4 separate regions of the Mus musculus genome follow, and regions 1, 2 and 4 are each linked to region 3. The links are chromatin contacts, called in public HiChIP or PLAC-seq, Micro-C and promoter capture Hi-C maps. All regions are on one chromosome and are shown on one strand. The core of a region is the stretch at or near the end of the contact, and the rest is flanking DNA. Distances in the headings are between cores, read along the strand shown. Region 1 holds the start of Adamtsl5 (ADAMTS-like 5). Region 2 holds the start of Atp8b3 (ATPase, class I, type 8B, member 3). Region 3 holds the start of Gpx4 (glutathione peroxidase 4). Region 4 holds the start of Mbd3 (methyl-CpG binding domain protein 3).

Region 1 (6,769 bases), core at 1,982-4,481, 290 kb before region 3:
TACAGAGCTAGATTCAGGACAGCCAGAGCTATACAGAGAAACCCTGTCTTAAATAAAATTAAAGTGGGATGGGATACATAGCTGTAACTCCAGCACTGGGTAGGGAGCTAGGAGAGAATCCCAGGCTCTGGCCTCCACACACATGTGCACACAACAGGGACACACACACACACACACATACACACACACACACAAGCAACCCAAACCCAATGTTGCCAAAGTAAAGAGCATTGGAGCAATCTCGCTCGGTGTGAGAACTCCAGCCTCAGACCCGCCCTTCTTTCTCCTCGATCTTCTGCAGTTTTGGGATTGACAATGCAGCAGGTCCCAGGAGCGCAGGGTCAGCTACCAGGAATATACAAACCGAACTAAAACCTTTTCTCTATTCGTGCGCTCCCAAGAGGAAAGACAGGAGCCCAGAGCCTCCCAATACCTATGCATAGGATGACCACGACAGTGTGGGTTCGATTCTGCCCCAACCCCTGTGCCATGGGGCAGATGGGAGCCCCAGAGAGGTTAGAGTCTGGATAGCAGTTACCGGACCCCAGTGTCCTTGGGAGGCAGAAGGGAACATGTTGGGGATCAGGTGGCCTCAGGGATTTCAGGAGAGTTCCAAGGGCTGCACGGGGCACCACGAGGTTCTCCTGTGAACAGGCCTGACAGCCTCCGGTCCCCACTTTGGCGACCCTCACTCTGGAGTTCAGGCTGGCCTGGAACTCAGCCTGTAGCTAGTGATGACTTTGAACTTCTGATCCTCCTGACTCTACCCTCCCCCATTCTGGGGTGTCAGGTGTGTATAACCTCTGTGCTGGGAACGACACCCAGGCTCTGTCCGTGCTCGGTGATGCTTGTGCCAAACTCAAACATCCTATGCAGCTGGGGATAACCTCCAACTCCGATCCTCCTACCTCCGCTTATCCAGTGCTAGGATGACAAGTGTGTATGGCTACACCCACTTGTTAAATGTTTAAGTACCTGAGTCAAGCTGTTGGCCATTTGGTTTGCAAGCTCTGGTCTTACAGATAGCTGAGAGTCCCACTAAGCCCTGTCCCCTGCCCCAATCCCATCCTGGCAGAGGTGAATGGGTCCTAGAAGGCGCTCCGAGGGTGGTAACCCGGCTGGAAGTGGGTGTGGATCAGAGCTGTCCCCAGCAGGCTGCACTGTCCTGAGCAAACTTAGGGGAGCTCTGGAGCCCTGGTGCACCCTCTGCTGGACTGAGTCAGAACTGCAGGGAAGTGCCCCACAGTGCCTGCTGTGTGCACACCCTGCAGAGCATACCACCTTCTGTATATGCTCCTGTATGACACAGTGCCCGCTCTATGGCCTCCTTGTAGGCCTCAGCTTTTGACGGGTGCCGGCTTCACTGCGATAGTCTGCTTTAGGAAAACTGGGGAAAGAGCCATGTTCACTGGACACACTCTCTTCAGAGCGTAGTGTCTACTGTAGGCAGTGGCTGCACAGCAAAGTGCCTACTGTATGCTATCCCTGCAAGGGAGAGGGCCTATTGTACATATGCACCTATTGTATATACTGTGAGCTATATGCTCGCTCTGCCAGACACAGTGTTTCCTGCACACTTGTATCATGAAGGACGGGGCACCTAATGTATACTCCCCTTCAGTGCCTACTATGTGCACTACCTGGATAGTATATCTGTTGCATATTTTCTCCTGTAAATCTATGTCTGCTGTATATCCTCCATGCAGAGTGCATGCCTACTGTATACCAGGACAGAGTGCATGCCTACTGTATACCAGAACAGAACTCCTACTGCACGGGCCCCTCTCTCTCCCTAACACGGTCCTCATCTTTGCTTTGCTGAGGTCCCTTCCTTTCACAGCAGGACGTCAGGATTGTCTCTCATTCTCCTGCTGACCCTGGCTAGGCCACCCTTGCCTCTAGCCCCTTTAGTGGTTATATGTTCTGTAGGGGTTCTCCTCACAGCCCATGCCTGGCCTTAGCATCTTTTCTTCAACAGGATGATGGGTGTCAGAAATCGGAGTCATGGCCATGCATGGCCACCTCCCCACACTGGGCTTGGCTGCTGGGCCATAGCTGTGTGCACACAGTGACTTGCATAATAATGTCACGGAGTGGTCACACTCAGAGATGTTTCCAGCGGCTGTCCTGTGCTGAGCCCTGTCCAGAGGACCTCCCTGAGGCAGGTGTATACAGCAGACACTGTCCTCTATGTGTAGTAAATACTGCAGGCAGTCTGCTTTTCAGGGAGTGCATACAGCAGGCACCGTGCCCTGTGAGGAAAGCGGGCCAGAGGTCAGCCAGGTGGGCTTCCTAGAGGAGGCGAGTTCAGCGCCCAGGAATAGCATGGTCCACACAGCACTGATCATCGCAGTGCGGCGTCCTTCTGCCCGGCTGCCGGGAGGCTACACGAAGGCGATGGGGTCAGGGGGTCCACAAGAGGCTGGCAGAGTGCCGGGAATGGGAAACTGAGGCGGAGGGCTTGAGGCCAAAACCAGTGGAGAGAAGCAGCACTGGCGTCCAGGCCTAGAGGGCGGGACCGGGTGGAGCATTGGTGACGGCAGCGCCTGGGAATGTGGGGCAGGGAGGGTCCCTCCGCCCCCAGCGGGCGCGCGGGGCCTCGTGAGGGGATGCTTGGGACTCGAGTGAGGAGTCGGGGGGCGGGGGGGGTGGAGATGCGAACCAAGGCAGGAAGGTCTAACTGGGGAATGATGTGGACCAGCGTGGAGAGGTCTAATTGGGGGTAACAGGGACGGGGTGGGAAGTCCCAGTTGCAGGGATGATGGAGACCTGGGTTGGGGTCCCAGGGATTGTTGGGACAGAGCTAGGAGCCTGGCCTGAGTGGGTGATGGGGATGAGGAGAGGAAATCTGGCGTATCTGGCTGCGGGGTGCTACGGAGCAGGACGGGGTACTGAGAGTGAGAGGGCGCCCTGGCATGGACTATCCCACCCCAAGCCCCAGCGCTAGGCACATTCCCTGGCCCTGAGCGCGGCGCCCGGAATAGCAGTCCAGTCACCCCCGCGCACCGCCCCGCAGCTGCACTTCCCAAGGTCACTGGCACCCAGGATATCAGGACCAACGCTGGGCCGCTGAGCTGCGCTGTCAGACACAGTAGGTCAGCCCCCTGCCGCAGGTCCGGGCCCAACGCGTGCGCCCTCTCCTGCCGCACGAGGGCGCCCTTGGCCTGCGCCCTCGGTGACCCCAGCCTGGGCGCGCCTAGGAGGCCCGGGTGGGAGGGATCGACCGAGTTCGCAGTCCCGCACTTTGGGGCCCCGCCGCTTCCGCCAGTCCCCGGGGCGTCCCGGGGAAACTTGGACGTATTGCCTTGGGCTCTCAGCAGATGGTAAGTCCCTCTTCCCATCCTGCCACTATTCCACCCGGTGTGGCGGCGGGGATGAGATTGGTTTCTTTCCCTGCTCGGAGCGAAAGCAGCAATCCCTAGGATGGTGGGTGAGTTTGGGGGTCGCACTTCCTACGGGATGGGACTGAAACTCAGGAGACCGACACCCCAGTGACTGGTGCACCAATGCGGGAGAGGGATGCAGTGCTAGATGCGGTGCTCGGGAGAGGGCATTGACAGACATGGGTAGGAGCCCCCCTCACGAAGGGGGTTATGAGATGGCCTTCCCCAGCCTCCTTCTTCCTTCCTTCCCGGGACAGCCCAGTTTCTGGGCCCGCAGAAGGAAGGGTCCGGCGAGTGTCTTGAAGCAGTTCCCGTGAGTTTCCAATTTACAGCCATCTCGGTCCCAAGGTGTCCTAAAGGACATCAGATTGGCTGACAACCGGAGAGACCCTGGTTCCAGCCGGGCCGGGGTACTTTTGTCCTCCTTACCCCTTTTTCAGGTACCTGGACCCTGTGGGCTGCAGATCTTTGAGAGCCCGTGTGCCCTTCAGAGAGCCTGGCCCGGGCCCAGAAGGGACTCACTTCATCTTGGTTCCCTTCCCTCCTGGCTGGTCTTGCCAGGCTGGGATCACGAGGAGGAGGGCGTCGGCTGAGAATGACTTCATCCGGTCTCTACAGTTGGGGAAACTGAGACCTCCACTCAGCCCCACCCTGCTCTTCTTGTCCGCAGATCCTCTAGGCACCGCAGCCCGCAGCTCTGGCAGATGAGACCATGACCCACGTGTTGGCAGGAGGCCAGGTCAGCCGCCCAGCGCCTGCCACGGGGTGGGGTTGGGGGTGGGGAGGAGGTCCCTTAGGCTATGGGGTACCTGGGAGCACAGCGGTCCCCAGAGGCTGGGGGGCAGCTGGGAGGGGGACATCCATTCCACCCTGAGTTTCTGGATGAGCCTCCATTAATTATCCCTCTACAGGCTCTCAGAGACTCAGGGATGGGGTTCCGCGGGTTTTCACTGCACAGATGGGGAAACCGAGGCCTGGAGAAATGGAATGGTTGGTTCCTGGCCACCCAGGAAGGTAGATGAAAGGGGTGACTAAACTTGCAGCCACCTAAAAACTGTCCTTAAAGGATTCCTTGTGCATTATAAAAGAACACACTGGGGCTGGTGAGATGGCTCAGTGGGTAAGAGCACCCGACTGCTCTTCCAAAGGTCCTGAGTTCAAATCCCAGCAACCACATGGTGGCTCACAACCATCCGTAATGGGATCTGACTCCCTCTTCTGGAGTGTCTGAAGACAGCTACAGTGTACTTACATATAATAAATAAATAAAAATCTTTAAAAAAAAACAAAAACAAAATAAAAGAACACATTGTCTATAGGAAGAACTGATTAAGGTGGGTGTGTGGCAGTCCAGGACTAGCAACTTTGTCCCAGGAGGCTAAGGGAGGAGGATTTTTCAGAGTTTGAGCCTAGCCTGAGCTACAGATCAAGACTCCCATCTCAAAAGGAAAGCAGAAGCCTGTCCTAGAGCAAAAGCCCAGTGCCCACTGTCCAGGAGCTAGTAGGGGAGGCAGGAAGGTCACGAGTTCAAGGTTATCCTTAGCTACTCAGGAAGTTTAAGACCAACCTGGGCTACAAGACCCTATCTAAAAAAAAAATAAAAAAGAAAAAAAGAAAGCTGGGCGTGGTGATGCACGCCTTTAATCCCAGCACTCGAGAGGAAGAGGCAGGCGGATTTCTGAGTTCGAGGCCAGCCTGGTCTACAAAGTGAGTGCCAGGATAGCCAGGGCTACACAGAGAAACCCTGTCTTGAAAAACCAAAAAAAGAAAAAAAGAAAAGCACGTGTGCAAATCTTTAGTCCCAGCACCTGGGAGGCAGAGGCAGGCGGGCCTCTGTGAGTTGACAGACCAGCCTGGGCCACATAGAGAGTTTTGGGACAGCCTGGATTACATAGCGAGAGTGTCTCAAATAAACACAGGAGGAGGTGGAGAGATGCTCAGTGTTCAAGATCTTTTTTTTTTTTAAGATTTATTTATTTATTATATGTAAGTACACTGTAGCTGTCTTCAGACACTCCAGAAGAGGGAGTCAGATCTCCTTACGGATGGTTGTGAGCCACCATGTGGTTGCTGGGATTTGAACTCCTGACCTTCAGAAGAGCAGTCGGGTGCTCTTACCCACTGAGCCATCTCACCAGCCCAGTGTTCAAGATCTTACCTTGCTCCTTAAGAGAACCCACAATTGGTTCCAAGCACCCATGCCAAGTTGGGAGCAACTGTAGCTCAGCTCAGCGAAGGGAGTCAATGCTGCTGGCATCTTCCAGCGCTGCACTGTGTGCATGTGTGTGCACGCGTGTGTGTGTGCATGCATGCATGTACACATGTATGTATATGTATGCTGTTTTCAAGACACAGTGGTCCTGGCTGTCCTGAAATTCACTCTGTAAACCAGGCTGGCCTCGAACTCAGATCTGCCTGTCTCCCAAGTGCTGGATTAAAGGAGCGTGCCCTTCTACAAATAACATTAATTTTAAAACCAAATAACAACACATACAGTTCCTAGTTCCCCACCCTGTGTCTGACCTGAGCCTATAACGCCCTCAAGGCTTTCCAGAGATGGGGCAAGGCTGCTGTTACCTCAATTGTTTTTAGAGACAAGAGGACCCAGAGAGGTTTGGCTACCATCGAACACACAGCCAGCCAGGGCTGAGATGGCAATTCACCCTGACCCTGCTCTTCACTGCCTCTTGGTAACCCTGTGCTCCCTCAAACCCCGCCTCTTCCCGCTTCTTCCGTTCTTGCTGTGGACTCTCCTGAGCTGTGATTTGAGGGGTGCTGCCCAGGTAAGGGGGTGAAGGATCCCAGAAAGCTCACAGGGATGTGGGTGAGATAGGGGACTCCAACTCTCCTCCTGGTTGACCCTACTCTCTGCCATCAAGTAGGGTCCGGGAGAGTGGACGCCCTGGGGGTCTTGGAGCAGGTGTTCCAGCTCTTGTGGTCGGGGCGTCTCAGTGCGCAGACGCCAATGTGTCCGGTAACCCGGGAATCCCTCCCCTCCCCTCCCCTCCGCCGCAAGCCGGGCCGCGCCCTCTGCCTGCCTACACATGCTCTGTGCCCTTTAATCTTAAGAAGCCAGCTGGAATGCGGGTGGGGCTGGTGGGGGCGGAGGGTGGCTTGGCGGGTGATGGAAAGGGGTCCCTGAGAGGCTGTGTGGGGGTTCCTGCTACACTCAGACCACCCTGGTTTTTGCAGACTTCCCGGAGAGGAACTTTGTTGGGGCGACAGCCATGAATACCGGGTGTGCCAGCTGCCGGTAGGCCCTCGCATCTGCCCTGTATCCCTCTTACTTGGTTCTGCCCACCTCAAATACCCCTTGTTGGTTTGCCCGGTTTATCCACCTATATCTTCGCCCAGGACTGCCCTCCAGGGACCACACCATTCCGAGA
Region 2 (6,306 bases), core at 2,570-5,069, 490 kb before region 3:
AAGCCTGACAATGAAGTTGTTGACTACAACACCAGGTGTGTCCCGGCCTACCGCGGGACCCCATCCTCGTTCCCATCCTGCCCGGCCCGACGCCCCTCTTGCATCCGGCCCTCTGCAGGTTCTCAGGGGTGACAGAGGCTGACCTTGTGGACACGAGCATCACGCTGCGGGACGTGCAGGCTGTCTTGCTGAGCATGTTCAGCGCCGACACCATCCTCATCGGACACAGCCTGGAGAGCGACCTGCTGGCTCTCAAGGTCATCCACGGCACAGTGGTGGACACGTCTGTGCTTTTCCCACATCGCCTGGGCCTGCCCTATAAGCGCTCCCTGCGGAACCTCATGGCTGACTACCTCAGACAGATCATCCAAGACAATGGTGAGGAGCCAGGGCCCCCGAAGTGGGGGAAGGGGAGGGGAGGTATGGGAGTAAGGACTGTGCTGAGCATGTCTGCCCTGTAGTGGACGGGCACAGCTCCAGTGAGGATGCCAGTGCCTGCATGCACCTTGTCATCTGGAAGATCCGAGAAGATGCCAAGACCAAGCGATGACTCCCACCCAACATTACCATGTCACCCCCCTTCTTCCATCCCTGGCTGCCCTCAGCCCCAATCCCTCAGCCCCGATGCCCTCGGCCTCTTTTCAAACTCTGTAATAAAACATGACAGCTGACCACGCGTCTCCCAAGCTCCAGCTGCAGGTCTGCAGTGAGCAGCCCAGAGTCGGGGCTGAGACCAACCCTCAGCCCAACCCCACACCTGCCCAACGTGACATCACCTCCTTTCCCAGTCCTGTCCCCTGGAGCCTGCTGCAGCCCAGGGCAGAGCTGGCCTAGCCTCTGTGCCCCAGTCAGGCACCCCCACTCTTACCCCAGCCCACTGCTCTAGACAGTGGGCTCTGCCTTCTGCTTCTTTGTATATAACGCAGGCAACAGGACAAGCCCTCATGGTTTGAGACAGGGGTTGTCTTTTTTTACTTTATACTGTTATTTTTATTAATTTTTAATTTAAACCTGCTGACCCGCACACCTCCTCAGCTGAGGGGTCCAACCCTGGTACCGCTGGGATCCAGGGACCGAACCCCACATGGTCAGTCCCATGGGCCTGGATGTTTGCCCTGCCTTGTGGGGTAGCTTCCAGAACTCACCCTAGCCCACCAGGGCTCCCCAACCTCAGAGCCAAGCCAGCCCTTTGGCCTGGCCTTCCAGGGCCTCTGGGCTGTCATCCTGGGGGCTATTGCCTCCCTCTGTGAGTAGAAACAGAATAAATGTTTGTATGAACTTTAGATTTCATAGTGTGTGGTGCTTTGGGGGCAGACAGGATCCTGACACACGCCATGTGGCCCCTGTCCCAGTGGCCAGGGTCAAGAAAAAATGAAAATGATTCCCTTGCCAAAAGCAACTCTCACCCCATGGGCCCATGCCACCTAGCTGTGGGAACTCTGTGAGACAGCCCCAAGCTCCGGGTAGGCTGTGCCTGCTAGACCTCCCCTGAAGGTACCTTGCTGTTGTCCCTGATGCAGGCTGATGGCATGCCTTTACTCCTTTTTGCCTGTTATGATCTCAGTTACTCAGACAAGGTCCAGGGTAGAGACTGGGAGCCCCTGCCGCCTGGTGTCCTGAGGCAGGGCCTGGCCATCAAGGCCACTCTGTTCCCATGTAAGGAAACAAGTTTTGTAGTACTCACATCCAATGTGACCTCAACTTGATTGGCTGCCTCTTGGCAGTTATCTGTGGGCAGAGTAGGCTGGCTGGAGTTAGACCCTGGCAGGATAACCGGGGTCTGATGGTCAGGGTCCTGTGGGAACCTAGTCCCTCAAGCTTCTTGGAGGGACTGCAAGCCAATGGCTAGAGCAGCTTCCAGGGGCTATCTACATAGTGGGCATGCAGGGGCTACAGGGGCCAAGGGAGCTTCCTTGGCTAAGCTAGGCTTCCACCCTCAGGGGTTTCCTTGAGCACTTTGTCCCCTCTTCTACCTTCTGTAAACAAGTTTTTAAAAACAAATAAATGGTGCTAATGTATTCACAAAGCCCAGGTCTGTCCTGGGAGCTTTAGTGTGTGTCTCTGCCTATCTACTGTCCAGTTCGTGTCAGAAGAGCAGCCAACAAAGACCTTAGCTAACCCTGGCTCTGCCCTGAAAGCCAGAGGCCTGCACTCGAGGGAGCCCTCTCCACTGTGATTACCCCCATCCTCTATAAGTCAGGGTAGGGGATCTCCCCAAAAAAGGCCATCATAAAGATGTGATCAGATGCTCACCGAAAGCTGAGTGAACCGAGTAGCTATTTCCTCAACATGCTCCAGGGACTCAAAGCTTCCAGAGTTTGCTATTCTGGTGGAGGCTTGGTCCTGAGTGCCGTCCTTATCCCAGCCACCAGTTCATTCATTTTATGCCAGCATACACTGGGAGACAGGAGGTGGACATAACCACTGAGGGCTAGGTTAGAGGCAGGGCTGACTACAGCCTCTTCAGGGTGTACCGTGGCCAGCATCCCTGGCATACATCCACTGTACACAGGTATCAACATAGCCCATCAGTGCCTTGTGGGCTCCCTTTCCCACTTAGGCATGACAGATACAGACCTGGCTCAACCGTGCTCACTGGTGTGCAACCTTCCCACTCCTAATCCCCAATTCAGCAATGTTTAGTTGGGCTGGAGTATACTGTGCTTAGTGTGCTTGGAAGATGCTCTTCCCAAATGCAGGAGATGTAGCTCAGTGAGAGGCTGCTGTCATTATATAGGGTGGAGGATTAATCTGCATTCCCCTACATAATAAAGCTTGAGACCAGTTTGAACTTAACTCCTGCCCTGCAGAATGAAGCTCAGACCCACCTTTTCTGAGCCTGTCCCTGATACCCCAGCCATGCCCTAGTCTCTGCCTCCCTCCCTGGATCATGACTTGACCCTTTTCTTCTTTTCTCCTCCTCCTCCTCCTCCTCCTCCTCCTCCTCCTCCTCCTCCTCCTCCTCCTCCTCCTCCTCCTCCTCCTTTTGGTTTTTCAAGACAGAGTTTCTCTGTGTAGCCCTGGCTGTTCTGGAACTCACTCTGTAGACCAGGCCTGCCTCTGTCTCTGCCTCCCAAGTACTGGGATTAAAGGCATGTGTCACCACTGCCTGGCTTGACCCTTTTCTGTTCTACGGCTGGCCTTATCTTGGCCTTGCCCGCAGAGATTCCAGATGCCAGACCCCTGCCTTTCCTCCCTGACCTCTTCCCAAGGCTTTCCTGTCCTTTCTAGTTTACCCAAACCCCCTCCCTCCTTCCTTCCTTCCTGGCCCTTGACTCATGCCTCCGCCCACAAAGCATTGTCCCATCCTTGAGATGTAATACCACGCTCACCAGGAATAGACTCCCCTGGAAGCCTGGTCTCCGCTTTTTTTTTTTTTTTTTTTGAGACAGGGTTTCTCTGTATAGCTGTCCTGGCTGTCCTGGAACTCACTTTGTAGACCAGGCTGGCCTCGAACTCAGAAATCCACCTGCCTCTGCCTCCCGAGTGCTGGGATTAAAGGCGTATGCCACTACGCCTGGCTGTACAATTAATTCTTGCTCCACCCATAAGCCTGGTTTGTAGCACAAGGTTGGCTCTGCCAAGCTCCTAAAACACGACTCCGCCCACGAGACCTGACCACACCCCGAAGACTCAGCCACGCCCACAACTCCAGGCTCTACCCTTACCCTCTGTGCCATTCAACTAGGCCCCACCTTCTCCAGGCCCCGCCCCTGTCGCCTGGTCCTATCCTTCTCCTGCCCTTAAGCTGCAGGCCTTAAGGCTCTGGTAGGCCCCGCCCCCTTCGCAATGCCCCGCCCCACGAGCCCGCGCCACCCGTTTCAGACCCGTTGGCACCAGGCTAACAGCTCCACAACATCGGCGGCCCTGGACGCCGCTGGCGGCCCGCCCTAGGCAGCCAGGCCCCACCAAGCCCGGCCCTCGCAGGTGAGCACCGATGCTCACGAGTTGTGCATCCTTGGGCGCCACTGTGACCTCTCTGTGCTCTAGGGGTCTTGGGCCCGGATGCCAGCACTTGAGACAGGAGATGGTGCCCCCTTGAGGTTCATAAAACCAGACACCGAGGTGGAGCTTACCTACAGGACAGTTTGGTGACCACTAGAGTTCACTAGGGCTGTGCGTCATGGCCGCTGGGGAATACTGCTAATGGGGTGTCTGGTGAGTGGGCAGGAACACTTTGGAACAGGAAGATTTTGGAAACTTTGAAAAACATTGGAAAGGAAGACTGAGTGCAGTAGCAATTCTCAACCTGGGGAGGGTCAAACGACCCTTTCACAGGGGCCACCTAAGACGATCTGAAAAAAACAGATATTTGCATTATGCTTCATGACAGTAGCAAAATTAGTCATGGAATAACAACAAAACCAATTTTGTCGTTGGGGTCCCCACAATATGAGGAACTTATTAAAGGGTCATAGCATTAGGAAGGTTAAGAACCCCTGGACTAGAGTGTTCCCTAGAATCAAGATCTCTTCACACATCCTTCCCACACCCTCTCCAGCCTCAGTTTTCCTCACGTGATAATCAGGGAAAAGCCCAATACCCAGAGCTGGTGCTGAGCCAGGAGGAGGTGGGGCCCCAAGATGCCCTGGGGAAACACATGACTCAGACACCAGGACTCCTTGTCCTGGGGGAAATGTGGGTTCAGCAGACATTAAGACAGTGAAAGCTCTAGAAGAGAGGTGACCAGAGGCAAGATGGGGGACACCCCAGCTGCTCAGGAAGCCCCCAGGAGGCGCATGATTCCCACGGGCCGGTCTGGGAAGTACAGAGTGAAATTTGGAGGGTGAGGAAGAAATCCACCAGGCAGGGTGGTGACAGTGGGGGGCATATGGGTAAACTGGGGGACCGATGGGGTGAGTGCTCAGGTGGTGGTTGAAGATCTGCCCCCCGGGAAGGGAGCAGGGAGGACCCATGTCACCAGGTATAGGGCTGTCTTAAGTTACCAGACCCAGCCAGGAGTGAGAGCACAGGTCTGTCATCCTAGCTCCTCCAGGAGGCTGGAGCAGAATTATGGGTGTAAGAGCAGCAGAGTGAGACCCTGTCACTACACTTAGCAATCCCAAGGCCAGATCTTTTTGTCTCCCTCCTCCTCCTCCTCCTCCTCCTCCTCCTCCTCCTCCTCCTCCTCCTCTTCCTCCTCTTCCTCCTCCTCCTCCTCCTCTTCTTCCTCCTCCTCCTTTGAGACAGGCTTTTGCTATGTAGGGCAGAGTGTCCTTGAACTCACAGCAACCCACTGACTTGGTGTACCAAGGGCAGGGATTAAAGGGATCTGGTGTGGTGCCAACACACCAGATCTATCTTAACATGGCTCCATGCTCATAATATACGCAAGCCGTGAGCTGTCACATATACAACCCCTCAGCTCCGTGGGGTCAGTCAGCAAACATGGACTGAGCATGTGTGGGGTGTGGGGTGGGCCTTGCAGGAGCAGGTGGAACAGGAGGGGCATGGAGGAGACTGGACGGGCCAGCCACAGCTTCCTCACTAGGGCTCGAGGCTACAGCATCTCAGAGGTGGGGTTCCTTGCCTCAGGTGACCAGCTATAGATGGGGGATGTAATGCTGGGTCCTGCAAGTCCAGAGAGCAGTTCTGAGGTAGACATGAGAAGGTGAGATATGCATGTATGATAGATAGATAGAGAGATAGAGAGATAGAGAGATAGAGAGATAGAGAGATAGATAGATAGATAGATAGATAGATCCATCCTCTAACCTATACCCCAGCCTTTATTTTTTTTATTGATTTTTGTGAATACCTAGGGCTACTTCTTTTCTTTTCTTTTTCCTTTTCCCGTTTTATTGGATATTTTCTTTATTTACATTTCAAATGTTGTCCCATTTCCAGGTCTCCCTTCCAGAACCCCCTATCCCATCTCCCCACCCTCCAGTCTTTATTTTATTCCAACACAAGGTCTTGCTGCTCACCCCCGAGCCAGGCTGGGACTTGAAGCCATCCATACTCGTGCTTCAGCCTCCCTTGTGCTGGGATTCCCTTGTGATTGGCTTTTGCGGCAGTATTTTAGAGAGCAGATCTCAAGGTCCATGAGGGTAGTGTCAGACACCATCCAGAAGCACTGGACAGCCAGGGTGATTGTGACTTAGGGGTCTTTCTTCCCCACTCCACAGCCCCACCGGCATGGATGGAGTTCATCTCGGGGAGAACCTTGAGGATAAAGACACAGGTGCGGTCTCACATCATCGGGATGGCAGGATGGAGAGGGAGGAGAAGCGGGGTGACAGAGGGGTACCCCTCAGCCCTCACTAGAGACTAAAATGGGGTTATGTCCTCAGTCTGTCCGGTGAT
Region 3 (7,014 bases), core at 885-3,384:
ACACTCCCAGCACCGAAAGTCTGTTAACTCCAATTCCCAGGACTCACAGGCTGTCTTCCGGCCTTGGAGGGCTTCAAGCATGCATGCATGCATGACACAGACTTGCATGCACACAAAACGCATACACAAAATGAAAATAATCTGGCGTGGTAGGGGCAGACAGGCCAAAGACTGTGAGCACTGGCTGTCCTTAAAGAGCACTCAAACTCAGCCCCCAGGCCCCACTTGGTGGCTACCAACCCACCAACCCCAGCTTTGGCAAATTCCATGCCCTCTTCTAGTCTCTGCAGACACTGTACCTACGTGGTACACATAAATACACTCAGACAAAACACCCATACACATAAAATACAACTAAAGTCATCTTTGAGGCTCAGCCAGGTGGTGCACACCTTTAATCCCAGCACTTTAGCAGGGCAGGCAGATCTCTGAGTTCTGACCCAAACTAGAGCTACACAATGAAACACACACACCCCCCCCCAAAAAAAACAAGGAAAAAAAAAAAACCTAAAAATTTGGCACCTGCTCCCCACCCAGGTCCAGAGCCATCTGTCCCCTCCCTCCCCCAGGGCCACTCACTTTCCCAGCATGCCCCTGCCCTTGGGCTGGACTTTCATCCATTTCCACAGTGGGTGGGCATCGTCCCCATTTACACAGATCTTGCTGTACATGTCAAACTTGACGTTGTAGCCGGCTGCAAACTCCTTGATTTCTTGATTACTTCCTGGCTCCTGCAGGAAGCAACATTTACTTGGAAGATACACTACACTGTACACTGAGACACACACACACACTGACACAGCCCCCCACCCCCACCCCGTATGAGGGGCATTGCCTGGGGAACAGCCACACACCTGCCTCCCAAACTGGTTGCAGGGGAAGGCCAGGATTCGTAAACCACACTCAGCATATCGGGCATGCAGATCGACTAGCTGAGTGTAGTTTACGTCAGTTTTGCCTCATTGCGAGGCCACGTTGGTGACGATGCACACGAAACCCCTGGGAGAGAGAAAGAGTGGGAATGAAGCCAGTCAGGAAATCCCCATTTTCAGACCAGCCATGCACACCGCCCATATGACTAGAAACCCACCTGTACTTATCCAGGCAGACCATGTGCCCGTCGATGTCCTTGGCTGAGAATTCGTGCATGGAGCGCGCACAGCGCCAATCATCGCGGGATGCACACTGTAAAACAGGAAAACTGAGTGTCCTAACCCAGGTCCCCTAGGGGAGAAGAATCCGGTGCCAAAGAAAGAAAGTCCTGGGGCACTAGGTGGAGGAGTCTCAAGGTTCCTTCCATTAAGTACGCCCCTTTCAGGTCGTCCTGATAAGATCTGTGGACACCCCTAGAATATGCTACCAGGGAAGAGGACGGCAGGGGTATCCCTGGCCGCACACCAAGCCCAGGAACTCGGAGCTGTTGCAGTACTGGGGAGGCTCTTGCAGCAGAGGCCCCGGGTTGAAAGGTTCAGGAATGGGCTCCATCCGGCGAGGGCGCGCCCTCCTGCGGCGGCGCGCGCGCGCTTTCCTTCGCCGAGGGCCCGGGCGTTTCCTAGGACTTTGGCGTCCAGGTCCACGGCGTCGCCGGCCTCTCGGGGATCCGCCGCGCTGTCTGCAGCGTCCCCGCTTGCGGGCGGCCGCGCGGCCCATGCCCGCCGGTCTGTGCGTCCCAAGCACAGCGCGGGGACAAAGAGCCGGTAGCCAAGGCGCCGCCGACTGTGACGCACCAGGCCGGGCAGGGCGCGTGACCAGGTCAGAGCCCGCTATGGTGACCCCGACACCGGTTCTCACCGCCCAAGGACCTCCCGCGCCGAGGCCTAGCCTTGTTCAACCCCGGAGATGCCTATCAGGCTCCGCTTTCCCACCTGGGTGCCCCCTTCTCTAGCTAACCGATCCCACGACCCCTGATCTCCACCCTGGATACGGTGACCCGACTCCGAACCCCGCCCCCACCCGCGATCCTCCAAGTTCCCAGTAGCCCACCATGGTGCCTGCCAGACCAGGCGCAGCCAGAGCCCCGCACAGCAGTGCTGGCTTAAGTAAGCGGCTCAGACGGCCCCAGCTCATCTCGGCGGCCGGAGCCAGCGGCTCCTCCCCTCACGCAGCCGACCAATGGACGCGCGAGGCCGAGTATGGCTTGCCCGCCCTCGGGCACGCCCACTGACGTCTCTTATTGGTCAGATGCGCCTGCGCTAAGACGCGAGGCCCCTGCAGCCAATGGGAAGCCTGAATGAAGGGACGGCTTGGGCGGGGCTGGGCTTACGAGTTTGTTGTTATCAGCAACTGCGCATGCCCAGTGATAGGGACGCGGGAGAAACGGGAGCCGCGTTCTCGCGGACGACGCGTTGGAGGGCTGTGGACAGTTATCCGCGAGGTTGCCTGCAGCGGAGCAGGGTGCCAGGGCGCTTTGGGGAACCTCTGGGAATAGAAAGCGTGTCAAAGTCATCCCCTTAAAGAGCCCCTTTGAAAGTACAGGAGTCTCCTTTTTCTACTGGAAACAGAATCTCATGTAACCCAGGCTAGCCTTGGACTGTTTATATAGCAGAGGATGACCTTGAACCCCTGGACCGCCAGCCTCAGCCTACTGAGTGCTGGGATCTCGGTGTCGGCCAATCCCCACATCCCTTCCATTTCTATTTTCTTTATCAGAGGTTGCCTCCTGTAGCTCAGGCTAACCTAAACTATGGAATGGCAAAAGTGTGCTGCCATGAGGTGTAGGGATGGAACCCAGAACCTGCAGCATGCAAGTGAGGGCTCTCAACCCATTGAGTCCCGAACCCCAGATGTAGCTTCTCCCCCCCCCCTCGACCCCCAATTTTACAGTTCAGCCGGTCTTAGAACTCAGCAATCCTGCCTTAGACTCCTAGGTACTAGGGTGATAGATAGGTCAATGACACCAGGCCCTATCTTGTCACCTGTAGATATTGATTCCTGTGAAGTTGATTTGAGGGGGTGATAAGAGGGCTTGGTGAGAAAGCCATTGCCATGAAAACACAGGACTATGTCCCAATCGAAGCACCCACGCAATCTGGTGCACAAGGATGCTCTTGTAATTCCAGAACCTGCGATTCCGAGGCTGGAGCATCCCTGCAGCTAAGTCAGGTCACCCAAGTACTCGTGGTCAGAGAGAGAACCTGCCTCAAAACCAAGATGGAGATGGGCCTAGTGGTCACACTCTTAGCCCCAGCCCTTGGAGCCTAGAGGGCAGCCTGGTCTGGTAAGCAAGTTCCAGGTCAGCCAAGGCTACAGTGAACCCTGTGTCAGGAAAGCAAGGTGGCAAGAGACATATAAATAGTTACTATTGTCCTCAGAGGTCCCTGCCTACATCAAAGAAGCCACAGGTCTTAGGGGCCTAAGTGAGAAGCTGAAGGCCCAACAGTTCCTCCTGCAACTTCACCTATGGCCTTGTCCAGCCCCCACAGCTCTCAGCCCAGCACTGGGCCCTTTGCCCTCCCCGTGTCACAGGAGTGACTCAGGACATTCCTCAGCTCAGCTGCCTGTCCACGCCCTCGCCTGGACTCTAATCCCTTCAATCCTCTTTTTCTGAACCCTGGAGTAAGCCATCCGCGAGACAGGAGCCCTCCCGGGGATCTGGGTCCAAGGGAGCTCACGCCCCACGGGCAGACACCCCCCCCCCCAAGGTTAAGATGATCTGGGGTGTCAGATACATTCTTGCCCAATCCTGTCCTGTAAGTTCTCAGTTGCCCTGAGGGCCCCCCCCCCCCCCCCGCCTCAGGAAGTCAGCTGTTTCCTCCCAGCCCCCAAGCTGGGGTGACACTGAGAGTCACTGAAGACCTCTAAGGGACTTGCACTTGAGCTTTAGCTTAAGTTGTAAATACACAACACACCCTCACAGGGCGTCTCAAAGGCCCGTACTTCTGGACGAGGGGCTGGGGCTGAAGGGCTGGGGCTGAAGGCGGCCACTCAGGAACCCAGCCCCAGGCTCTGGGAGGGATCTGCATATGGAGTGCCTTCCTCTCCCAAGTGACCCCAACTTCACCCTAATTCAGCCAGTTGGGAAATGAAGATCTGGGCTTCTGCGAAAAGCTACTTGGCAGTTCCTGAGAAGCTACCAGCTTCTGGACAGAGCCTGACTTTTACCTCATTGTTATTTTGGAGACAGGGTCTCACGTAGCCCAGGCTGGCCTGAAACTCACTTTGTAGCCAAGGATGACCTTGAACTCCTGATCCCCCTACTTCACCCTCCTGAGTGCCTGCCGGGATGACAAGTTTGTTTGTTTATCGGGTGCTGGGTGTGGACCCCAGGTTTTACACATACCAAGTGAGGCCTTAAGCCCCAGCCTTTGTTTCTAATTTCCTTTGTTTTCTGAGACCAGGTCTCCAATTTCCCCAGGCTCCTCGGAGCTTCTCGCCTCTTGCTCCCCAAGCACTGGAAAGACAGAGCCATTGCCACCAACAGGGGACCCTGGGAATGAGAAGCCGCGGTCGTGGACAACCTGCTAGAAGGACTTAAGAAAGATTAAGTTATGCAAAGTGGAATTTAACTAAGGGAGTGCTCCGGGTAGAGCAGCCACCTAGGGACAGTAGGCCGGGCCGCTAAACGGAGGACAGAGAATAGCCTTCAGGTTTGTTATTAAGATTAGCCAGTTAAGGGGGGGGGGATTAAAAAAAAAAAAAAGAAAAAGAAAAAAAGATTAGCCAGTTAAGCTTCATCCCCATAACAAAAGGAGACTGACTCCGGGCTCACAGCTGGCCTGTAACCGGGTCCCCCCATATCAAAGCCCTGGGGTTCAAAGGTGGCCCATGAGTCCTGTGGCTAGTCCATCCCCTCTTTCCTCAAGGCCACTCGCAGGAAGGGCGGGATTCTGCCAGGCAACAGGCCCCTAGTCTGTGACCAAAAGACTGAAATTATATTTAAACTGTAAATCTCCCCCCTTCGTCCAAACAGCCTTGGAGTTTCTGCCTCTGTCGAACATGTTTAACTGCTCGAAATAAGTTGGGGCCGTGAAACCATACAAGCGGAGGCAACCTCGGGTGGAGGCCCCTTTGGGGACTCTTTCTCGGAGGTTCTTCCCTATCAAATCATCTGCACAGTAGATATTTACATTACAATTCATAACAGTCACAAAATTACAGTAGCAATGGGAGGTTTATGGCTAGGGGGTCACCACAACATGACGAACTGTATTTAGGGTCACAACGTTAGGAAGGTTGAGAACCACTGGGTTAAGTGGCTTGTTGTTATTGGCTGCACCCTTTGTGCCTTGGCCAGAACCGGTCAGGTGCTCTTGGGAATTTCCCTTCAGCGATCTGTGTTGAGAGATTTCTCACTGTTCGAGTGTTGGGAGCCAAACCAGCCCCAGGCTCTCTCAGACCCCAGTGCAGGACAAAGGGAACCCTAGTCCCTTTGTCTAGGGGCACACAAGGCAAGGTCCAGCCTGGGGTTGGGGCCTAAGCCTCAAAGTTAAGGTTTTGTTCCCCACGAAGCCAGATTTCTCCCCTGAATGGCTGTGATGACAGGCCCTAAGGCAAGCCGTGTCTGAGATGTCCCCAGTGCGCTTTGCAAACATTGTCTGATTTCACTCTCTGCTGTCTTAGGAGACCATTCCCTACCTGGGAATAGGATGCCAGATTTTGAAAGTAAGTTTGTTTGAGACAGGGTTTTCCTGTGTAGCCCAGGCTGGCCTCAAACTCACAGAGCTCCTCCAACCTCTGCCTCCAGAATCAAAGGCGGTGGGCATGCCACCACTGCTGGGGGATGCTGTTCTCTTTAAGAAACTTGCTTGGTTTCCTAGGCCCAGCTGCTGCTGTTGCCTTTACTCTCCAATCCCCACTCCTCCCACACACCTCACCCTGGGGTTTGAGACCTGTATTCCTCTGCGCTTGGGTCAGGAAGGCATGTTAATTCCCATTAACACACACCCAGGGTATCTCCTTTCTTTTTAAACATTTATGTAGTTGATTTTCATTTATTTGTTTGCGTATGAGTGTTTTGTCTGCGTATATGTCTGTATACTGTGTGTGTGCCTAGTGTCTAAAGAGGTCAGAATATGACATAAATCCTCTGGAACTGGAGTTCTGGGTGGTTATGAGCTGCCCCTGGGTACTGGGAATTTAACCTAGGTCCTATGCAAGAGCAAAAAGTGTTCTAATTAAAGAAACCCATCTCCGGCCCGCGTGCATGCTTGCTTGTCTCTCTCTCTCTCTCTCTCTCTCTCTCTTTCTTTCTTTCTTTCGACAGTCTCACTATACAGACCAGACTGACCTCTTTCCTCCAGTGCTGAGTGTAGAGAAAATTCTGGAATTTTAGTTTCTTAAAACAAACAAACAAACAAACAGAAAACAGAAATATAAGAATGTGTTTTCATTTTAATCCCAGGTGTGGGGTGTAGGGCTGCTTTGGACTGTCCACAGCAGCTGACTATGATTTGCCTCCTGCTCTAGCAGAGGCACGGTTTTACCAGCTGCAGAAAGTTTCTGAGTTCCTGTGAGTGTTTGGAATGTTTGGAATTCTGGGAAGTTTTCAGAGTGTGTACAAATGCTAGGGCCCTGAGAGGTGGGTTTGGTGGTTGCTGGTTGTTCGTGGGGCTTGGTTGCAGTTTGTTATAGTTTTGCTCAAAGAAGAAACAAGAAGAAAGCGTTCCGTTCAGGTCTCTCTCTCTCTCTCTCTCTCTCTCTCTCCCCTCCCCTTCTTTCTCTCCTATCTAGTGAAACCAAGGAGATAAGTGGTGAAACCAAGGAGATAAGTGGTGGGAAAAAAAGGAACCCACAAAGTAGTTAAGGTCCAAGGCCTTGCTGTCACCATGCCTGTCACAGGATCCTTTTAAAAGAAGTGAGGCTGTGAAGTTCAGTGGGTAGAGCTTACCACCCACCCTCACCCCTCACATGTCAAATTCCCCCAGTTCCTACCCCAGCAGAGGAGGGACGGTGTGTGCATCCCAGCAAAGCTCCAAAGCTGAAGGCAGGGAGATCATCCTGTGCTACTCAAAACCCTGCATCAAAACAAAACAAGGACAATGAAAGACCAGACTGGTGTCTCCTGAGACCTCACTC
Region 4 (6,750 bases), core at 1,741-4,240, 350 kb before region 3:
GCCTTTTGGTAAAACTGCTGTCACCAACCCAGCACATACATCTCGGTGCTTCATAACCCAGTATGGTCAGATTTCCAGACAGTGTGCACTAAGTGATTTCTTGTCTTAAGAAATCCTGCGAAGCCGGGCGGTGGTGGCTCACGCCTTTAATCCCAGTACTTGGGAGGCAGAGGCAGGTGGATTTCTGAGTTTAAGGCCAGCCTGGTCTACAGAGTTAAGTTCCAGGATAGCCAGGGCTACACAGAGAAACCCTGTCTTGAAAAAACCAAAAAAAAAAAAAAAAAAAAAATCCTGCATACGTCTCTTCCCAGCACTCTGGGTGTCAAGTCAAAACAACCAAGAGTTCCATCCAGGTCACCAGCCTAGGCTACTGAAGACCTGGTGTCAAGACAAATTAACACCACAGAAGAGGCTAGAGATATCTCATATTTCAGGGGTTGTGAACTCTTGTTCTTTCAATGACCCAGGTTCGATTCCTGACACCTAGTGTCTCCAGTCAGTCCCATATCCTCTTGAGGCCTTCATGGGCATCAGGCACACATGATGAACAGACAAGACGTGTAAGCTAAATACTCATAAGCATAACTCTTTCCCTAGGCCTGGGGTGCAAGCCTGACATTCCAGCTCCTCAAGATGCTGAATGGGAGAAGGTGAAGTGAGGGCTGCTGGAGCCACTTAGTGAGTGGAGCCTGTGACTTGAGGGTGGACAACCCTGTCTTCATGCTTGGAAGGCTGAGGCAGGGTCAGGAGTGGGGTAGCCTGGGGCACACACAGCTGAGTACAACTCTTGTGATCTATCTGATTAGGGTTTCCACTGCTGTGAAGAGACACCATGACCAAGGCAACTCTTATAAGGACAACATTTAATTGGAGCTGGCTTACAGGTTCAGAGGTTCAGTCCATTATCATCAAGGTCGAATGACAGCATCCAGGCAGTTGTGGTGCCCGAGAAGGAGCTAAGAGTTCTACATCTTGATCAGAAGTCAGCTTGGAGAAGACTGATTTCCAGGCAGCTAGGTGGAGGGTCTCTCAAAGCCCACCCCTCCAGTGACACTCTCCAACAAGGCCACACTTCCTAATAGTGCCACTCCTTGGGCCAACCATATTCAAACCACCACACCATCATACCTGAGCGCAAGCTCTGACCTATTCACACAGTAAGATAAACTCAGGAAAGTTGTCAAGATCAGAAACGGCTAGGGATGGAGCTCCTTTAGGGTGTACAAGGCTCTTGGTCCATCTCCAGCACTTCATAACTGTCACCCCAGCTACATAGCAAGGTTCAGGACATCCTGGGCCACTTAAAACCCCTTATTGGTTTAAGAATAAAAAAGATGGAAGGAGAAAGACAGTTGAGTAACCAGCTTGGCAAACACGCGTGAGAGCCTGAACTTCCTTGCCCGGAGGCTGCATGTCTGAGACCTCCCTTCCTGCCAGCCCAGATAAAGCAGTAAGCTACAAGCTGAGAGACCCAGTCTGGGGAAGTTAGATGGTTCTGGATGGTAAGAGGCACAGATTTTTAAAATTCAAAAATAGAGAATTGAGAACCCCAGTGTCAATTTTCTGCTGCCATTCTCACATGCAAAAATCTGTCAGACACCAAGCCTGGCTTAATCCCAGCACCTGGGAAGCAGGGGGCAGAAGGATCTCGGAGTTCAAGGCCAGGGAAAGCTACAAAGTCAGACTCTGACTCAAAAATACAAAACACTAATCCCAGCCTCCATGTCCCCCTGACCTTCTTCACTGTGATCTGATCTCTCCTCCTGATCTGGGGACCCAAATCCTAGCTCATAAAATACAGTTCCTGAGCTCCAAAAATTGCAGGCAAGACAAAGATCTTTAAATGTGTTGTGATTTCACCTCATGATCCCTTGGCAGCTCTCCTTGTCAGGGAGGGTCCCCTTTCAAAGAGAGGTCTTCCAGGTACTGTATAATGGAAGCCTGGGTGAGAAGGTAGTTGGCCTTCAGGCATGTTCCCTGGGTAAGTCTGGCTGGGCCTGAGTGGCAAAGCAGCCGACAGTACCAAGCAGGAGTAAGTGACCCCCCAGCTCCCTGTCCTCAGGGCTGCGGTAGACAAGGGGCGATAGTGCGAGTGACTCCATTCACTAACTTAGAAACCAGTTTTTGGTTTTGTTCTTCCTTCTGATGCTGGATCTAGTAAACTCCAAGCTGGTCTTGAAGTGCTTGATCCTCCTTCCTCCACTATCCCAGTGCTGAGATGGCAAGCACGTGCCACTATTCCTGGCCTGATTTTAGGGTATTGCTGTGTGGCCCAGGCTGGCCAGGAATGTTCTAAATAGGTTCGTGAGCCATCAAACTCAGGCTGGGGTGCAGCCTAACGGCAGAAAGTCTACCACGTGTAAGGTTCTGCTTTCTATTTTCAGTACTGCTGCAAAGAACAAACTTCTTAAATAGTTCTTGGTGAAGCCGGGAGTGGTGGTGCATTTCTGTCCTCGCAGTAACGCAATAGAGGCTGGGGCTGGAACAGCCGAGAGGCCAGAACGAAACGCAGAGGGAAGCAGGACTGCGTCGAAGGCCCCGAGTTGTACTCGATCTTTTTCACAAAGCCCAGGCGGGTCCCTGACAAACGCACACTGCGCAGGTGCAGCCCAGCGCGACCCCAGGACCAGGACGGCAGCTCGGGCGAAACTGCTCCAGCTTGGTACAGACCAGGTGCAGCACACACTGTGCTTCCGGAGTCTAGAGCGCAAACGCAATGGTTGTCCCACCCCGGCCACGCTGATTGGCTGTCCTTGTCTCAGAGCAGATTTATATGAGAAGTTAAGCACAGAACGAGGTTCTGAGCGCTGATTGGTCTCCATGCCCTGTGGGCGTCTCCCGCAAGGCGGGACGTAGCCAACTGTGCATTTTAAGCCGAGGAGCTGAAGTGATCTGATTGGCTTCACAGCCTTGGGGCGGGTCTTGAAGGCAAGCGAAGGCTGGGTCGGGGCCGCGGCTGCGCAGAGAGTCTGGACGGCAGTCAGACTGGTCCTGCGAGCGCGAAGGGGCGGGGCCGACTCCACGCCTGCGCAGACGAGCCCCACGCGCGGGCGGGTGGGCGGAGCGGCCCCCCTAGCGGGGGCTGTGAAGCGCGGGGAGGGGGCCGAGCGGGTGGCGAAGCCGGCGCGCGCCCGGCTGGGGGCGGAGGGCGGAGGCCCGTGGGACAGAACAGCTGCGGCGAGTGGCGGCGGCGGAGGGAGCCGAATCGGCGACGAGCCCGGGGGTCGCAACTTGCAGAAGCGGCGGCGGCGGCGGCATCGGCCACGGCGGGCGGAAAAGCCGGGGCGCAATGGAGCGGAAGAGGTGGGAGTGCCCGGCGCTCCCGCAGGGCTGGGAAAGGGAAGAAGTGCCCAGGAGGTCGGGGCTGTCGGCCGGCCACAGGGATGTCTTTTACTATAGGTGAATGAGCGCGCCGGCCGCGCAGGGCCCCAACGGGCGCCTCCCAGCGGCCTCTGCGGCGGCCTGGGCGCCCCGACTGCGGGCCGCGGTCTGGGCCGGGCGACGTGCGTCCGAGCGTGCGTCCGAGCGTGCGTCCTACGTGCCAGCTGTGGTCAGTGCGCACGCGCCGGCCATGGCTCGCCTCAGCGCGCATGCGTTGAACCCAGTGCCTTGCCTTTTGCTGATCCGCGCCACCCAGCGCTGCTGTGAGTGCGCGTGCGCCACGCCTGCAGCCAAGGCTTCAGCCTCGTGGCTTTTAGCCCGCCTGTGGCGCGGGCTTTTGTCCTCCAAGGAATCGGGGACCGTGCGCGCCGTGCGAGGGGCGCCCGGGCCTTGGCCAGACGCCGCTGGGAAGCGGGGGTGGGAGGGGGATGGGCTGACCCTTTGACCCTCGCGGGGACTTTATCATGGTTTCGGGAAGCAAGGGAACTGCCCCAGGTGGCCTGATCCCCTCACCTGCATAAATTTGGGTTTGGCTTCTTGTTCAGCAAAATGTCCCCCATTTTTATGGCGTTTCCAAAGCCCTTGCTCTTCTTGAGCGGTGGCCCCAAATGTAACATCACAGTGGCTTCTGACTAATGTGAATGTGGTTTTTGTGTGCAAGACTTTTTTATGAATAAGTCTGCTCTTTAAAAAATATTTTAAATTTTTTATTTATTTAATGCATGAGTGCTCTGCCTGCTTGAAGAGAGAGCATCAGATCACCCAATAGAAGGTTGTGAGCCACCATGTGGTTGCTAGCAATTGAACTCATGACCTCTTAGCCAACTCTCCAGCCTTTTTTTTTTTTTTTTTTTTTTTTTTTTGAGGCAGCGTCTACATAGACCATATTTGCAACCTTTTAATCAGGGCAGTGAAAGCTGTCTATCTGAATAATAGCCAGGCAACCTACACCTGCTGTTCTTCCCCAGTTCTATCCCCAGTGGTGTGAATAGAATCCTGGGCCGCATGCATGCTGCCCTACGGCTGGAGCATCTACCTTTTTAGCCGACTGTAGTTGTCCCTACTCCACTGCACCCGGAATTGGGTGGTGCATTGTGAGTTGAACTGCCTGGCCCTTTGGTCTTAAGGAGTCGTGGGTTTTGGCAGTAAGGTTGGAAGCCAGGGCTAACTTGGGTTCCTTTCAGACTGCAAAGAGGGATGGGGTTGTTGCTTCTAATAGGTCTGCAGTAGGTAGGGTTTTTCCCAGTAGGGCTACATGCAAATGGTGCCCTGTGTGCATGGGACTTCCTCCCCTTCTCCCTTACTTGCAATGGGGCCAACACCTCTGAGAGATGATCCAAAGACACCTTGTCCCCAAGCTGTACCTGTCCCACTTGTCTCATCCCCCACAGCTGCTAGCTCACATCCATGCCCCAGAATAGCCACCAGTGCTTTCCAACGCATTTGTATAGACAGTCTCTTCTTCACGGACTCCTCCCACATACCTTGGAAACACTTAGGGCTGGAGAGTTAGGATGTCAGCCCTGGGTGTACTATGGGCCTATCGCTGGATGAGGGCAGCTCAAACTGTCCCACTCAGCAAGCTGTTGGGCACACTCCATGTGCACACAGACCTACAGAGCCGAGCTCCTTAGGCCCTGCACAGAAGTGCTGTCCCCACCCCAGCAGCCAACAGCCTTGTGACTCGGGTTGGTTTTACCTTTTTATTGGTCTTGCTGTGTAGCCCAGGCTGGCCTGGAACTTGTGGCTCCTCCTTCCTCTGCTTTTGCTGCAAGAGGGGCATATGCCATTGTTCCTGTTTAATAGGGTTTTGTTAGGGTGATCAACCTGCATGCCAGAGTCACTTGTTAGGAGGTGGAGGGGTTTTACCATGTTCTAACTGGTGGAGGCCCTGTCAGATTGGATTTTAGAATATTTATCTTTTAAAAGGAGGCCCAGGGGCTCTGGCTGGGGCTTAGTGAGTAGAACATGTGCCTAGCGCTCAGCCCAGTCCCAGCCACATGAACCAGGTTTCCCTGTGCCTGTCACCAGTGCATTGAGACGGTGGGGACGGGATGACCAGGAATTCAGTCATCCTCAGCTACAGCAACCTGGTTAACAAGAGACGGTTGGGGGAGGGCGGTCCTTTGCCTTCACTGCCCCATGCTCTCCCCACTCCCTGAGCAGCTTCCAGTCCCAGTCAAGTGTCCAGTAGGGGTCCATGCCGAAGCTTGGGACAGCATGTGGGCTGCGGTGCCTCGTCCTAGTGCCCCATCTCAGCTGTTGAGGAGATCAGGGAGCAGCCTTCTGGGCCGCAGACCAGCAACACCCCAAGCCTTGCCCAGCTATTTTTTGTTTGTTTGGTTTGGTTTGGTTTTTTGAGCAGGGTTTCTCTGTGTAGCCCTGGCTATCCTGGAACTCACTCTGTAGACCAGGCTGGCCTCGAACTCAGAAATCGGCCTGCCTCTGCCTCCTGAGTGCTGGGATTAAACAACTGCCCAGCTGGCTAGCTGTTTTCTATGTGGTTCTCACATTAGGGAATCTGAGGCACCTGGGACATGCACTGCCCATGCTTTCTCCCCATCTCTGAGCAGCTGCCAGTCCCAGTCATGGATTCAGGCGGGGTACCATCCCAGAGGTTCCAACTCTAACCACTAATGCCAGAACATTTCACCTCAGCCCCCTCAAATCTACTTCATGTTCTGGGGCATTCCCTATCCATGCAGCCCCACACATACCGTGGCCTTTTACACCCCGCTGAATTTCTCTTGAGTATCTTCAAGGCCTTTGAGTTTTAATATATCAGAGCCTTTTTCTTCCTGGTTGAGTAATACTCCATGACAGGGCAGAACTCCTTACTGGCCATCTGGGACCACACAGGCTGCCCCCCTTTTTGGGTCTGAATGTTCAGCATAGGGTGGTGTGATCCAGTTTTCAGATGGCCTAGAATGTGGCTGGAGCTGCTTGAGGGGTTATCAGACCTATGCAACCTCCCATGCATACACTCCTGAGACTCACCATAGCCTATAAGTAGAACGTGTTTGTACTCACATGCCTTCCCACACTTGGGAGGTTATGGTAACATTGACTATGACAAGTTGAAGACTGGCCTGAAGTACATGAACCACGGTCTCACTCAGTTGATAAGTGCTGTCAGGCAGCTGTGAAGCTTTGAGTCCTACCTCTAGTAACACTTGGTGGTGGCCATGCAGGAGCTTGAAGGAAGATGGGCAATTCTTGGCTAGTGAGTTTTGAGACCAGTCTGGGATAACATGAGATGTATCCTCCAAACTAAATAGATGCAGCCCTATAGCCCAATAGATAAGTGATCCCTGGAAAGCAAGAACTGGTTTCTAGCCTAGGTACCCGAGAGGTACAGGCCCCCATACC

The links. Promoter capture Hi-C pulls out the DNA fragments that hold promoters and counts their contacts. Hi-C and Micro-C count contacts between places; a contact is called where the count stands out from the background. HiChIP or PLAC-seq counts read pairs in DNA pulled down with a chosen protein or histone mark.
Region 1: a contact with region 3 is called in an HNF4G HiChIP or PLAC-seq map of pancreatic cancer cells. The contact joins the promoter of Adamtsl5 here to the promoter of Gpx4 in region 3. A contact is called at or near these places in 1 of 484 Hi-C or Micro-C datasets (rod photoreceptor), 2 of 115 datasets of contacts at active chromatin or transcription factors (embryonic stem cells and pancreatic cancer cells) and 1 of 9 other capture datasets (pancreatic islet).
Region 2: a promoter capture Hi-C map of pre-B cells shows a contact between it and region 3, with 2.3 times the contacts expected there. The contact joins the promoter of Atp8b3 here to the promoter of Gpx4 in region 3. A contact is called at or near these places in 2 of 39 promoter capture datasets (liver and pre-B cells) and 1 of 115 datasets of contacts at active chromatin or transcription factors (pancreatic cancer cells).
Region 4: a Micro-C map of embryonic stem cells shows a contact between it and region 3, with 5 times the contacts expected there. The contact joins the promoter of Mbd3 here to the promoter of Gpx4 in region 3. A contact is called at or near these places in 2 of 39 promoter capture datasets (liver and pre-B cells), 2 of 484 Hi-C or Micro-C datasets (both in embryonic stem cells) and 5 of 115 datasets of contacts at active chromatin or transcription factors (double positive thymocytes, embryonic stem cells, extraembryonic endoderm stem cells and 1 more).

The regions. Positions count from the first base shown.
Region 1 is chr10:80,344,910-80,351,678 of GRCm38.p6, reverse strand. Adamtsl5 (ADAMTS-like 5) reads left to right here and starts at 3,231. Exons shown (of 13, transcript NM_001285435.1): 1 at 3,231-3,323; 2 at 4,054-4,122; 3 at 5,976-6,166; 4 at 6,266-6,357; 5 at 6,576-6,636; 6 at 6,738-6,769. The coding sequence starts at 6,035.
Region 2 is chr10:80,536,637-80,542,942 of GRCm38.p6, reverse strand. Atp8b3 (ATPase, class I, type 8B, member 3) reads left to right here and starts at 3,819. Exons shown (of 28, transcript NM_026094.3): 1 at 3,819-3,927; 2 at 6,129-6,184. The coding sequence starts at 6,139. It overlaps Rexo1 (REX1, RNA exonuclease 1), which reads left to right. Exons shown (of 15, transcript NM_025852.3): 13 at 1-35; 14 at 119-378; 15 at 462-2,017. The coding sequence ends at 550.
Region 3 is chr10:80,048,685-80,055,698 of GRCm38.p6, reverse strand. Gpx4 (glutathione peroxidase 4) reads right to left here and starts at 2,134. Exons shown (of 7, transcript NM_008162.4): 1 at 1,984-2,134; 2 at 1,091-1,185; 3 at 855-999; 4 at 580-731. The coding sequence starts at 2,067.
Region 4 is chr10:80,395,771-80,402,520 of GRCm38.p6, reverse strand. Mbd3 (methyl-CpG binding domain protein 3) reads left to right here and starts at 2,990. Exons shown (of 7, transcript NM_001306143.1): 1 at 2,990-3,303. The coding sequence starts at 3,290.